Regions from separate parts of the Astyanax mexicanus genome. Here region 1 is linked to region 2. A link is a contact called in public Hi-C data. All regions are on one chromosome and are shown on one strand. Each heading gives the region's core, a stretch centred on a gene start, on an enhancer-like site or on the middle of the called end of the contact. The rest is flanking DNA. Distances are from core to core; before and after follow the strand shown.

The links. A called contact is a pair of places that touch in the nucleus more often than the background predicts.
Region 1: a contact with region 2 is called in a Hi-C map of muscle, with 17 times the contacts expected there. The contact joins two enhancer-like sites. A contact is called at or near these places in 2 of 3 Hi-C or Micro-C datasets (both in muscle).

Annotation. Positions count from the first base shown.
Region 1 is chr2:4,836,188-4,843,450 of AstMex3_surface, reverse strand. The region is part of intron 2 of wnt5b (wingless-type MMTV integration site family, member 5b); the gene reads left to right. Among protein-coding and RNA genes, the nearest start is that of wnt5b, 29 kb to the left of the region's middle. Within about 2 kb of position 5,655, the one cell type or tissue checked has an H3K27ac peak away from gene starts, as active enhancers do.
Region 2 is chr2:4,737,319-4,744,849 of AstMex3_surface, reverse strand. All of the region lies in intron 3 of wnt5b (wingless-type MMTV integration site family, member 5b), which reads left to right. Among protein-coding and RNA genes, the nearest start is that of fbxl14b, 25 kb to the left of the region's middle. Within about 2 kb of position 3,134, the one cell type or tissue checked has an H3K27ac peak away from gene starts, as active enhancers do.

The sequences.
Region 1 (7,263 bases), core at 4,406-6,905, 96 kb before region 2:
TCGCACTTTACACAGGCATGTGAAGCAAGCTTTTATAGCTCTATCTATCTATCTATCTATCTATCTATCTATCTATCTATCTATCTATCTATCTGTCTATCTGTCTGTCTGTCTGTCTGTCTGTCTGTCTGTCTGTCTGTCTGTCTGTCTGTCTGTCTGTGACTTGTCATAAGGAGAATTGCCACTCTCAAACCAGAACATTGTTACTGCACTGTATAACTCTGGTGGAGCTGCATGAAGTCTTTTACAAGTATACATACCTGTGTAAAATAGTGTACCACATCTATCTATCTATCTATCTATCTATCTATCTATCTATCTATCTATCTATCTATCTATCTGTCTGTCTGTCTGTCTGTCTGTCTGTCTGTCTGTCTGTCTGTCTGTCTGTCTGTCTGTCTGTCTGTCTGTCTGTCTGTGACTTGTCATAAGGAGAATTGCCACTCTCAAAACAGAACATTGTTACTGCACTGTATAACTCTGGTGGAGCTGCATGAAGTCTTTTACAAGTATACATACCTGTGTAAAATAGTGTACCACATCTATCTATCTATCTATCTATCTATCTATCTATCTATCTATCTATCTATCTATCTATCTATCTATCTATCTATCTATCTATCTATCTATCTATCTGTCTGTCTATCTATCTATCTATCTGTCTGTCTGTCTGTCTGTCTGTCTGTCTGTCTGTCTGTCTGTCTGTCTGTCTGTCTGTCTGTCTGTCTGTGACTTGTCATAAGGAGAATTGCCACTCTCAAAACAGAACATAGTTACTGCACTGTATAACTCTGGTGGAGCTGCATGAAGTCTTTTACAAGTATACATACCTGTGTAAAATAGTGTATCTATCTATCTATCTATCTATCTATCTATCTATCTATCTATCTATCTATCTATCTATCTATCTATCTATCTATCTATTGTATACATACTTGTGTAAAATAGATAGATAGATAGATAGATAGATAGATAGATAGATAGATAGATAGATAGATAGATAGATAGATAGATAGATAGATAGATAGATAGATAGATAGATATGCTGTTTAAGAAACAGACTTCCAGGAAAAAACGTATTTAAACGTATCAGTCCGAATTCTATCTTTACTTTCGTTCTACTGTCGTTACTATCTATCAATTTATCTGTCTGTCTGTCTCTATCTGTCTGTCTATCCATCCATACACAGTGTATAAAGCAAAATATACTATACAAAACCCATAGAAGAGTACAAGAATAAGACAAAAAGGGGAAAGAGGACAAAAAAAGAGAAAAAGAAAAACAACAGAAACATTGACATATATATATTTAGAGTCATACAATGTAAAATTTTTCCTACATTCCTTTTTGCACTTTTTAACGCGCACTTCCATCACTGTTGCTTTTCTTTCTGTCTTTCTAACTCCCATTCACTATCTATGCTATCCATCACTTACTGCTCTCTCTCTCTCTCTCTCTCTCTCTCTCTCTCTCTCTAGACGTCAGACAAAAGATGAAATTATTAAGAAGATGAAAAGCAGTATTGATCTGCAGGCTTTTCACTTTTGTCACTGGGTGCCGTAGATCTTGGCGCAGATGATGTTGAGCAGCGGGGTTAGCAGGGTTTATACGACAGCGAGAGGATGGATAGATGTTTGGAGAGAAACGAGTGTAGGATGTATAAGCACTTGTATTGATCCGGAGTGAGAGACTCAAAGCTCAGGAAGCAGCAGCAGCAGCAGAGGAGAGCGAGAGCAAGAGCGAGAGGAGACCTTGAGAAACTTTCTCATTACGTCAGTCTTACATTCATTATTTCTTTCTCTCTGTCTCTATCTGCCTCTCTCCATCTCTTTCTCTCTCTCTCTCTCTCTCTCTCTCTCTCTTTCCAGCTTGTTTCATGTTTTTTCCTGTGGTTTTCTGTGTTTGTGTTTGTAACCATCGATCATGTATTTGAACAACATGTGTATTATTGCTGTTCTGCAAATATCTTGTATCTCAGTTTTTGTAAAAACTGGGGTGTCGGGTCGATTTTGGTGGGCTTCTTCTTCTGGCGTACAGCCTCTAAAATACTTTTACTGAATGCGAGTGGCTGGTGGAGCATTGGAGACTTCAGAAGAGAAACCTCAGAGCTCAGTAGCGTAACTCATTCACTTATAGTAAAACCAAAGAAATGAAAGAGTGAAGTTTCTGACTGAGCGCTCTCTCTCTCTCTCTCTCTCTCTTTCTCTCTCTCCAGCTCTAGCTTGTTTCCTTGTTTTTTCCTATGATTTTGGGTCTTTGTGTTTGTAACCATCGATCATGTATTTGAACAACATGTGTATCATTGCTGTTCTGCAAATATCTTGTATCTCAATTTTTGGCAGGTCTAATAGTGTGACTAATTTTCATGATAGGTGGACCAATAGAAATGCCCCAAAATACTCTGAATAAATAAATGTGTTAACATTGACTTCTATTGAAAGTTAAGAGGGTTGTTATGTCGGAGATATGATGTTTTTGTGTGCTTTTTGTAGTGATAAGGGAATTATTGTGATTCATTAAAGTGTCAGTCTGTATTATTTTGTTTCTAAATTAAAAGTAAAAGCATTTCTGAGTGGAGAAGGGACAGAATATTGTGTTTAATGGTACCAGTGTGCTGGAACGACCATCCATGCTAAGCCTAATACTGTATATTCGTTCTAAAAACTGGGGTGTCGGGTCGCTTTTTTTCATGGGAGTTCTTCTTCTGGCCACGTCACACGTCTTTATGTACTTACAGTACACCACACGTACAGCCTCTAAAAGAGGGTCTGGCTCAGTTTTACTGAACGCGAGCGGCTGGTGAAGCAATGGAGACTTCAGAAGAGGAAACTCAGAGCTCAGTAGCTCCTCCATTCACTCAGAGTAAAACCAAAGAAACGAAGGAGTGAAGTTTCTGACTGAGCTCTTTCTCTCTCTCTCTTCTTTCTCTCTCTCTCTCTCTGACTGAACATAACCTGGAATCGGATTCATCCGCTCTGAAAGGAGACCGCATCACACCCTCCCAGTTTAAAATGATTCTTCCTCATACTACTGCTTTTAGTTTAATAGAAAAATCTTAGGGACTGCTGCTTTAATCAAATAGCTTTTTAATACTGACTTTTCATAAATCATTCAGAGATATAAAAAGCAGTTAAAGGAGATATCTGGTGTAAAATGGACTTTTGGTGTAGTAAAACATAATAAAAAGTACTTACCTTTGATGAAGAGCACACTTTCATTCTCCCACATCGTTCTGAGATCCAGAAATTTTAACAGATTGTCCAAACACCCTTCGAACTGAGTGACACGGGGCATAATTTGCCCCTATAAATCACTTTTTCCACCTGCTGGCGCCGGCTGCTATGCTATGTGGAGTCTATGTATATATGTCTATGTTATTTTCAGTTCAGTGATGGCTCAGAGCTGAAGCTCGCTTTATGGGATGTAAACAGTGTTTTTTAAATAAGCTTCTTGTGCACTTTTAAGTTATTAATGCTTTGCTTTAAAAGTCAGGGTTCTCTGGATTCTAACAAGGAGGTGTGGAGCTACTTTGAGCTGGATAACGTTGATAAAAAAACGTTTTTATTATCTGGGCAATTTATGCCCCATATCACCCAGTCTGAAGGGTGTTTGGACAAACTGTTAAAATTTCTGGATCTCTGTGGGAGAATGTAGGTGTGCTACTCATCAAGGTAAGAACTTTTTATCATGTTTTACTACAACAAAAGTCCATTTTACACCGGAGTTCTTCTTTAAGTATTGTTTGATTGGTGTATTTTACCTCATTATGTCGTCTGCTACTGCTACACACACACACACACACACACACATAGACACACACACGCTTAACAAGACAGACCACGCCTTGCCATGTGCTCTATATGCATGGACCCTGGGCTGTTCCTGAAGCTGCAGACAGAGGGCGCTCTCTCCTTTAGAGAAAAGAGAGGACAGTGTGGAGAACAGCTGCAAAAGGGAGCGAAAGACAGTGAGACAGCAGGAGAGAGAAATTACCCACAGGGGAAAGAGAGAGAGAGAGAGAGAGAGAGAGAGAGAGAGAGAGAGAGTGTGGAGTCACAGATGAGGCAGGAATGGAGGGAAAGACATGGCTGTCTGAGGGCTGCTATGAAAAAAGAGAGGAGAGATGTAGAGAATGATATGGAGGGAAGAAGGAAGGAAGAATGTGTCAGGGCTTTTTTTTTAGCTAACAATGAGAGAGTAATGGACATTAGGACTGTGCGATACTGCGAAATTTGGTATCGATCCAATACCAAGTAAATACAGTGCCAGTATTGCCGATACCGATAACAATACCGATACTTTTTACCACTACCATGTAATTTTGTGTAGGGAAGAGCATTATATCATAATATATCATAAAAAGTGAAAGCATCAATATGCAAATTTGAATGCAAAATTTTCACGATTATTTAATTATTTTCTAATTATTTAAGTTTTTCGTTAATTAATCATGTTTTTGATGATTGTACAGTTGCTTGCAAAAGCCAATGTTCATACCCCTTGAACTTTTTCATATTTTGTCACCTTACAGCCACAAACTTAAATGTTTTATATTGAGATTTTAAGTGATAGACCAATCAAATCAAATAGAAATCTGAAAAGTGTGACGTGCAAAAGTATTCAGCCCCCTAAATATATATGAATACTTCGTAGAGCCATTATTCACCAATGAAAGGACTTGGAAGGTTTGCAGTTGGATGATGGATTGAACAGTGCCTCTTTGGGATGCTTAAAGGTTGGGATATATTTTTATAACCTAACCCTGCTTTAAGTTTTTTTTGCACAACTTTTCTGACCTGTCTGGTGAGTTCCTTGGTCTTCATGATGCTGTTTTTTAAGCTTATTTTATCCCTGTATTGATGTGTTGGGATGCTCTGAACGTGAAGTTGAGCACTGAGCAATAATGTGTGGAGATGCGGAGTTGTGTTTTTTAGCTTGATGGAGCTCCATCCAGCAATTTTGGGATGAGTTGGGAAGTTAAGTCTTTAGTAATATCCTTGATTTTACAAGAAACAATGAATGATGATACAAAATATTTAAGCAGTAATACATAATACACAAGAGAGAGTGCTATAATATGTAATATTGGCACTACCTTGATGCGGCTGAGGCAGAAAGCCGCAGATCTGATATTGGAGGCTGATAATGTGTGTAATAATGAATATTTTCGAATCGCTGGGCTTATTTATTTGTGTAGACTGCGTCTTTGTCTGTGGGATCCAGCAGCTCCAAATGGTGTTTAATGACATCACATTTGGTTTGTATTTGGTTTGTATTTGGTTTGTAAGCGCTGCATCGTTGCTATATTACCTGTATGTGAGTAACACATGGAGAGCTTCGGTTACCGGCTGATAATGTCACTCATAAATAGCCTCTCAGCCAATCACATTGCAGGGTCGGAACAAACTGTGGTACAATAATAATAAAATACAAAACAAAACATTTGCAACTTTGTAACTTTGACTTTTGACTCTGAGAAAATGACCTCATACACTCGGGTTGTAGGCCAGGCCGGCAGCGGGGGCAGTGCACGGGGATTTTTTCATTTTAGTTAATGGTACATATCATATCAGGATTTCACACGGCCTCTCCCCGGGGAGCCGTCCACGCTCACAGCAATTAGAGTGACAGCGGGCAGGCGGGCAGGATCCCAGCGGTGCTCTGAGGACTGCTAACTAGCCCTGAGAGCCCGCGAGAGAGGAGCGAGAGAGGGAGAGCGAGATCCAGCACCAGGGGGATTCAAATTAACAGCAGAGGAAAAGAGAAAGAGAGAGAGAATGAGAGAGAGGGGGGATTGAAGGCACCTAGTGTCACTGCAGGCAGGAGATTCAGGCAGGTGAGAGAGGAGAGAGGGACGGGAGACCCTGCTCGAGCTGAGAAACATCAGCAGATCCAGCCCTGCTGTGGATGTAGAGAGAGAAAAAGAGAAAGAGAGAGAGAGAGTTAGAGAGAAAGTTATGTGACTTCTGGCAGGGAATTTCATATATAATCATATACAGTTTTCATATCTCTTAATAATGCATGTGTTATATATACAGTTCTTCTCTTACCAACTTTCTATATAATATTAATTATCATCAATATCATTGTGTTCTCTCTTACTCTCTCACTGTCAGTAATTCAGTAATAATGGTGAGAAAGGAGCTTCTTTACAGTTTCTGATGAGGACTCATATCCTGCATTTCTATTCTAACAAGAAACCATTGGCAATCCTACCATTAAAGGGCCCATATACATATTGCACTTTCAATAAAGGAACATTTGCAATTGTTCCATTAAAATGCATATTCACTGCAAATAAAATAAGAGACCACTTAAAATGTTTCTTTGATTTTACCAAATTGGAAAGCTCTGGAATAAAATCAAGAGGAAGATGAACTGCGTGAATTTTTGCACCAGGAGTAAAGGCATAAAGTTATCCAAAAGCAGTGTGTAAGACTGGTGGAGGAGAACATGATGCCAAGATGCATGAAAACTGTGATTAAAAACCAGGTTTATTCCACCAAATATTGATTTCTGAACTCCTAAAACCCTGTGCAGTGAGACAGTCTCTCTCTCTGTCTCTCGCCTTTTTCTTTCTCTCTCTTTCTGTTTCTGTCTCTCTCTTTCTCTCTCTCTCTGTGTTTCTCTGTCTCTCTCTCTCTCTCTCTCTCTCTCTCTCTCTCTCTCAGTATCTCTGTATCGTCTTTCTCTCTATTTTTTCTCTCTTTGTTTCTCTTCTCTCTCTCTATCTTAATGTCTCTCTCTTTCTGTCTCTCTCGGTTTCTCTCTCTCTATTTCTGTCTCTTTCTCTCTCTCTCTTTTTCTGTCTCGCTCTTTCTCTGTTTCTCTCTCTATTTCTGTCTCTCTCTCTTTATCTTCCTTTCTCTCTCAGTATCTCTCTATTTTTCTGTGTCTCTCTCTCCCTCTCACTGTTTCTGTCTCTCTTTCTTTCTTTTTCTATTTCTCTGTTTCTGTCTCTCTCTTTGTTTCTCTCTCTGTCTGTTTCGGTCTCTCTCTCTCTCTTCTTTTCTCTCTCTCTCTGTTTCTCTCTCTCTTTCTGTCTATCTGTCTATTGCTGTCTCTCTTTCTGTCTCTCTCTCTCTCTCCCTCTCTCTTTCTCTCTCTCTCTCTCTCTCTACCCAAAGGCAGGCGGATCAATAGGTGGCCATGCCCCGCTGCCTCCTCCCAGGATCCGCATGGCTGGAGCGCTCTTGCTCTTGGTTCTGATCCAAATGCCAATCTGGACTGTACCATTAGTGAGCGGGGGGGGGGGGTCAGTG
Region 2 (7,531 bases), core at 1,885-4,384:
GTTTGTTGCTCTCTCCTCTTTTTCTCTCCCTCTTTCTGCCATGTGTGTGTGTGTGTGTGTGTGTGTGTGAGAGAGAGAGAGAGAGAGAGAGAGAGAGAGAGAGAGAGAGAGAGAGAGGGAGAGAGAGAGGGAGGCTGAGAGTCTGTGCTGCAGATTGTGTTCATTAAATCAGTCAAACGGCTGTTTGATGAACGTCGGAGTGTGTGCTTTGAGGGGAGAAGGATTCTCTGCTGCAATGCTTTGAGCTGTGTGTCTCCCTCTTCACACACACACACACACACACACACACACACACACACACTGCTCCTTCTGGGGCCTAGGCTACATCTGTGTGTGTGTGTGTGTGAGAGAGAGAGAGAGAGAGAGAGAGAGAGAGAGAGAGAGAGAGAGAGAGAGAGAGAGAGAAAGAGAGTGAGGGTCCCTCTAGTCCTCGGCCTGAACTCTCTCACACAGACAGCCAGAAGGAGAGAAACACACACACACACTCTCTCTCTCTCTCACACACACACACACACACACACACACTCTCACACACACACAGGTTCACCCTCTACCCACTGCTGATGGTTTTAGTTGGACTGTAAGATTGAAGGAAGAATCTACCTCTAGTGTCTCTAGGTGTCAAGTAATTAAGTACCCATACTTTGTTACCTTACTTAAGTAGAAATAATGGTGGTTATCTATACTTCACTGGAGTAATTATTTTCAGATGATATTCTTCAGATTACTTCTACTCCTTGTTACTCCTATTTCATTTCAGCTCATTTTCATTATGGCTTCTCATCATTCTCAAGAACTGACTGGATCCACTAGAGCCTGAGCTAACCCTTGTGTGGTGTTCGGGTCTGTGGGACCCGTTTTCATTTTTCATCAAATGATACTAAAAAAATATTTTTTCTAACTCAAACTCATTGGCATTGGCTCATTTTTTGTGAGAAACATATATCAAGACACATTTTCAATAAACACACACTGTACACCACCACCCCCCCCCCCCCCCCCCACACACACACACACATTTATATTACATACAGTATGTTTGGCCAAGGTCTAATAAACATTGCTTCATTTGTAAATTTGAAACTAAACAAATCTTCTACTCATATCTTGAGTTTAATTCATTTTCTTTTACATTTTATTAAAAAACTAATGAAAAAAAAAGAGTAGCACTTTTTGAAAGAAATGTAACATAAGAAAGGTAAAGGGCAAATATTAACCATGTAAATAAACCACTGTTTATATTGCTCGCAATTTAGGTGAAGCAAGCATGTGTAAAGCATTTTAATGTAAAATTGCTTAATTTTGCTGAATTAAATACAAGTAACAAAGTAAACGAGTAACAAAAATATGAACACCACACAAGGGTTAAAGGAGAACTCCGGTGTAAAATTGACTTTTAGAGTAGTTACGCATGATAAAAAGTACGTACCTTTATTGATTAGCCCACCTCTGCTCTCCCGAAGCTTTCCTAGATCCAGTCATTTTTTGCAGTTTTTCCAAAAATGCTTTAGAATGGATGAAATGGGGCATAATTTTACCCAATAAATCACTTTTTACACTGTTATCCAGGTTCAAAGTAGCCCCACACCTCTTTAATAGAATCTGGAGAGCCCTAGACATTTAAAAATAATTTTATTTCCAATTTTCTTCCCAATTAAGCACAGCCAATTACCCAACCCATTCATTAGGACTCCCTCTATCACTAGTAATGCCCCAACACACCAGGAGGGTGAAAACTAACACTAACACTTTTCAAGCTGCCGAGTAGCATCACAGCGCGCTTGGAGGAAAGCACAGCGGCTCGGATCTGATACATCAGCTCACAGATGCCCTGTGCTTTGGACATCACCCTAGGAGTGATGTGGGGAGAGAGCGCCATCTACCCACCCGGAGGCAGCAGGGCCAATTGTTCTCCCTCTGAGCGCCGACAGCTTGATGGAAAGGCTGCATGAGCGGGGGTTCAAACCTGCAACCTCCCGCTCATAGTGGCAGCGCTTTAGACCGCTGGACCACTCGGCGCCCCAGCCCTGGACATTTAAAACGACATTTAATAACTTTAAAAGTGCAGAAAAAAGCTTATTAAAAAACACTGTTTTCAACGCATAGCGTTAGCTACATCTCTGTTCGCTGCCATCTTAAATCAAATCAAATCAAATGAAATTTATTTATATAGTGCTTTACAACTGATGTTGTCACAAAGCAGCTTTACAGAAAGAAAAAACAGACAGAGCACTGAACATACAATATAATAAAGAACCCCCAGTGAGCACAGAGGCAAGGAAAAACAGAGCTTCAGAGCTGGAGGAGGAAGAAACCTTGGGAGGACCAAGATTCACATATAATGGGGGACCATCCTACCACTGGTCAAAGAGCTTTTAAATGAATATTAAGTCATTATGCATTCACGCAGGTCTAATATATTCAAGTGTATAACAACACCAGTAATGAAAACTGTTTTATGCCCCATATTATCCATTCTAAAGCCTTGGAAAAAATTTGGACAAACTGCAAAAAATGACTTGATCTCAGAAAGCTGCAAGGTTTTTACTGTTTATCATGTTTTACTGCACCAAAAATCAGTTTAACACTGGAGTTCTCCTTTAACACAGGCTCTAGTCAATCCAGTCAGTAATCTAGAGGCCCCAGTATTCCTAAACCGAGCTCTAGAAACAATTCCTTTCTTCAGGACTTTAGCCTTCATTCATATTCGCTCTGAGCTGCAGCTGGGCTGCTCTGCTGGTGCATATACTGTATCTGACAGTGTGCTAAAGGTATAGAATACATAACATCCATCCTCTCAAGCTTCAGCTCGAAACACTCTGAAGGCTCAGGCACACGAGCCGTGATGTTGGAGGATGTACACCCACTCGCCAAACACACTCCGGCACATGACACACACACACATTCACATACTCACACACACACACACACAGATCACCCAGATGATCTAGTTCTCAGATGAGGTAGGTGAGTTGTGGTCTGTGTGATTGGAATGTGTGAGTGTGTTGCAGGCAGCACTGGGTGTCGGTGCATAATTCTGACAGTCTGAGAGCTGCCGCTGCTGCCGCTGCTGCCGCTGCTTCTGCCGATGTTGCCGCTACTGGAGAGAATCTGTCAGGTCATGATGCTGCACGCCGCCATCGCCTGAGGAGAAAAAACCCTCAAAGGATGCAGCTCGAGATGCGCTCTGCTCTTTACAGCACAACCTGAAACCAGAGGCCCACCAACAGATGACTGACATTCACTTTCATAAGAGCTGAGGCCTGAACCGGGATCGGCTCCGCTTTACAGAAAACTCCTTCTTTTAAGTTGGAAAACGGCAGCTTGTTTAATTCTCATTTCTGATCATCTTCAATTGTCCAAGGCCAAGCTTCCTCCATGTATTACACAGGCATTGCGTCTGGTTGCGCTGCTATTGCACACCTCTCAGAAGAAAATGGGCTTCTCGGACTTGATGGCCTTTGTTCATTTTTTGCTAAATTGCTCCACCTTGTGGCAACTCGAGGCAGCACTGACAATGAAGACAAATGTAAAAGTGGTATAATGTATTATTCACTATATACAGCTGTGGAAAATATTAAGAGATCATTTCAGTATTTAAATCAGTTTCTCTGATTTTGCTATTTATAGGTATATGTTTAAGTAAAATGAACATCGTATATAATAAAATATAAAAATATAGTCATGTAGAGCATTTATTTGCAGAGCTTTCAGACCTCAAATAATGCAAAGAAAACAAGTTCATATTCATAAAGTTGTAAGTGTTCAGAAATCAATATTTTTCATATAATCACAGTTTTCATGCATCTAAGCATGTTCTCCTCCACCAGTCTTACACACTGCTTTTGCATAACTTTATGCAACTCCTGGTGCTTTGATGGCTTTTGATCATCCATCTTCCTCTTGATTATATTCCAGAGGTTATTTTTTCCAGAGCTGTATATTCACAAATGTCTATGTTGACATTAAAAGCAGTGTAAAGTTTATTTTACTGCACTTAATCTGTCCTTTACTTTAACCTATGACGTTGCTAAAGTGACACACAGATGCTAAACATTCTCAGAGTTGTAGATGAATGTAGGAGAGCTTTAGGGTTTAGTTCTGGAGATAAAACTGAACTAGCTCCTTTTAAAAGTGTATTACTTGCTTCTAGAGATCAGTTCCAACCATTAAACACAAAATATTAATAATAGAATATTGTATTGTTATTAATATATATATATATATATATATATATATATATATATATATATATATATATATATATATATATATATATATATATATATATATATGATTTTAATCTTGATGTACCTCGCAGTACTCTACGTCGTGTTTTTTGTTAATAAACCTGAAACTGTAGTTGCCAAATATGGCCACTAGAGGGACGCGTCTGACGTACGTCTAATGCAATGATTGTATATAATCTTTATATATATATATTTTACTGTGAATATGTGTAAAGGAATTCAACAGTAAAATTGAAAAGCGAGCATTAAAAGGTAAATGGTTCATTAAATCCTTGATCTATATTTAAAATAGTAGGTTATAAAAATTAAAAAGTGGCCTTACATCACTGTAGTAAGGCTACACACTAAGAAAAGTAAGTACAGATTTGTACTGAAAACAGGATAAATGGTACAAATCTGTACTTCCTGCTGTTAGGAAAAAGTTTGTACTTCAGAGGGAACATCTGACCATGTAATGACCAATATTATATCTCTGAGGGTACAATTATTAAAAGTCTACCTTTGAGTACAAGAAAGTACTTCTGTTCGTACCTCTGTTTTTTAGTGTGAACAGAGTATGAAGAATGTTACCCATCACCAATCTCATTACTAAACATCTGACCTCAAATTCACAACAGTAAAAATAATAGAAGATGAACATTCCCGCAGGTATGGTAAGAATTGGTGCTAAATTAAAAATCAGTTACTGCAAATTGATGTAAAACCACTTTTTCATTCCTGCATCCAACTGTTTTTAGAAATTATGAAATGTAAAATTCGAAAGGCAGAAGTTTGAGGAGATTATGTTGATTCAACAATAAAATTTCAACGTTTGCACATCTATTAAACATTAAATCTTGATTCAATGTTGTTTTAAAGTTGAACCCTAGGCTTAAAATTATTTTACTATTATTACCACTACAGAAACTACTATGAACTGTGTGGAGTTCCACAGGGTTCAATTGTAGGGCCTGTGAATTGTAGGGCCTGTGAAAGTGTAAAGAACTGAAATTGTAACCCAGCTGGCACACAACTGACCTTCAACGTTTAAATGTGGTTGTAATATGACTAAAGTAATGTCCAATCCAACGTTGATTTAACCATAACATCAACGTTGATTTAACGTTGTTTCAACGTTCACAATCATAATCATATTTCGACCACATTTCAGCTGGGTATTGATTTGGTTTTGTATGGAAAAAACAGCACATTTTGTTTTTTATTATTATTATTAAATAAACTTCTATCTCAATATATTGAGATCCTCTTCTCTCTTTACCCACTAAGCTCCCCCTAGTGGTTTTCTAGACACCACAGTATGGTATAGGCTTCACTGAAGGAGTATCTCAAAATAATGACTTAGTATCTCAAAATAGTGACTTAGTATCTCAAGATTATGACTTAATATCTCAAAATAATGAGATAGTATCTCGGAATAATGACTTACTCTCTCAAAAAAATATAGAGATTGCAGTTTACTAAAAAAATGTACTGGATTATTTTTATTTATTTAGGTGGCAGGAATGGTCTTCCATAGTTTTGGGCAGGGTTTTTTCTTTTTAGCAGGGATTCTTTTTTATCTTTATAAAGATCTCTACATGAGATAAAAGTTAGTCTCCTCGTGCACTCCTCGTCCCTATTAGTCTCTCATAAAGGCTACACATGTCGTCCTAATGACTGGTTCCAGTGGGGAAGCGCTGCTCCGGCTGTAGCGCGCTGTGGATTGGGTGTCCTCGGCCCGGGTCTTGGGGGGGGGGTGTTACTGGAGCCCCCTGGCCGTGTGAAAAGGTGATGGCTGGGCGTGTGGATTCCCACAGATGAAAGAGTTTGGAGCGGCTGCTTTATCATGCACAGACTGCTCGGAAATCGAGTGGCGTCTGTGCAGCAGCTCGGAGCCGAGCACTGAGGGACGGAGCCCTCAGATAAAACTTGATGCTGTAAAACAGTTTGGAGGCGAATTACAGCCCTTGCAGCTCTTAGGACGCCATACAGTACAATATATACAATATAGTACCGAAGGGGGTTTTCTTTAATCTAACAACGAGAACTGGTTCTGTGTGATTGGTGTGAAACGTACAGAATTTTATTTGTTTTATGTTATTGTGCATGCGGTGATGTTGGCTAATTTCGGTGTTTTAACCCTAAAATAGAAAGATAATGTTCTAAAAAAATTCCACGTGATTTTTTGATTGTGTTCCTGTTGTCACTTTGAGTTGCATGGGACTTTGGGAGCTTCAGGGCGCTCATTAATGTCATTAATGTTATGGATCAATCCTTCCTCCCATCTATGTTTATTTTATTTTTTTATTTTATGTGATGTTGTGCGTTGTAAAATTAAAGATTAGTTCCAAAACTGGTCATACATACAGTATATACCCAACGTTGGTTGGTGATGGTGTTACCAATTTTAACGTCGGTGTTCTAAGGTTAATGTAGAATTTCTGTGCTAACCATTAAGCGTTTTGGGAGATTTATAAATGTAGGAGGGGTGGAACTGTCAGATATCATATGTATGGCCTCCTTTAGCCTTATTATATTCCTTTATTCAGATTGAGAGCCCCCACCCTTCTCAAACCACCCCCTCCCCATTCTGGTTTATTGCAATAAAGCATAGAACAGAATGAAAAGAGGATTTTACGCATGTGAACTTCGATGGAAATTACTTTTTCCAAGTCGTTAACTCCTTTATGCTCTCTCTCTCTTTCTATTTCTTTCTCCCTCTCTCTTTCTCTCTTAATTTTCTCATGCTATCAATGCTGCGACTATAAATAATAAAATAAAATGAAAAAATGAATCCCTCGAAAATATAATGAATAGAAATTAATTATTTAGATAACTAACACAAAAACAAACGTATCAGCCCTTTTTTACTTTGCATGCGATGAAAAACATCCCAGTCTTTCCTTTCTATCCTAAAAAAAAAAATACTGCCAGAAACATATCTTTTTTTATTATTTCTCCTGAAATAACAGGAATAGAGTAATATACAATAGACATGGGTCTAATCAAATCACTCCCAAGTCTTTCTCAGCTCCACACAGCTTTCTCTGCTTTCTTTCTGCTACGCTTTATAATTTCTAAACTCTAAAAAAAAAAAGCTCCTCCCTGTTATAGCAGTATAGACGCATTTTGTTTCCCACCTGTATTCAAGTAAGACCCGCCTCCTTCGCTACTCCTTTGCTAAGGTTGGCTGACAGCCCACGCCGCTTCACCAGGATTGGTGGACGGTTTGTGTATATAATCTGCCGACCAATCAGAATACGGGGCGCAACAACACGCGCTCATTAATTCTAAGACGAGAT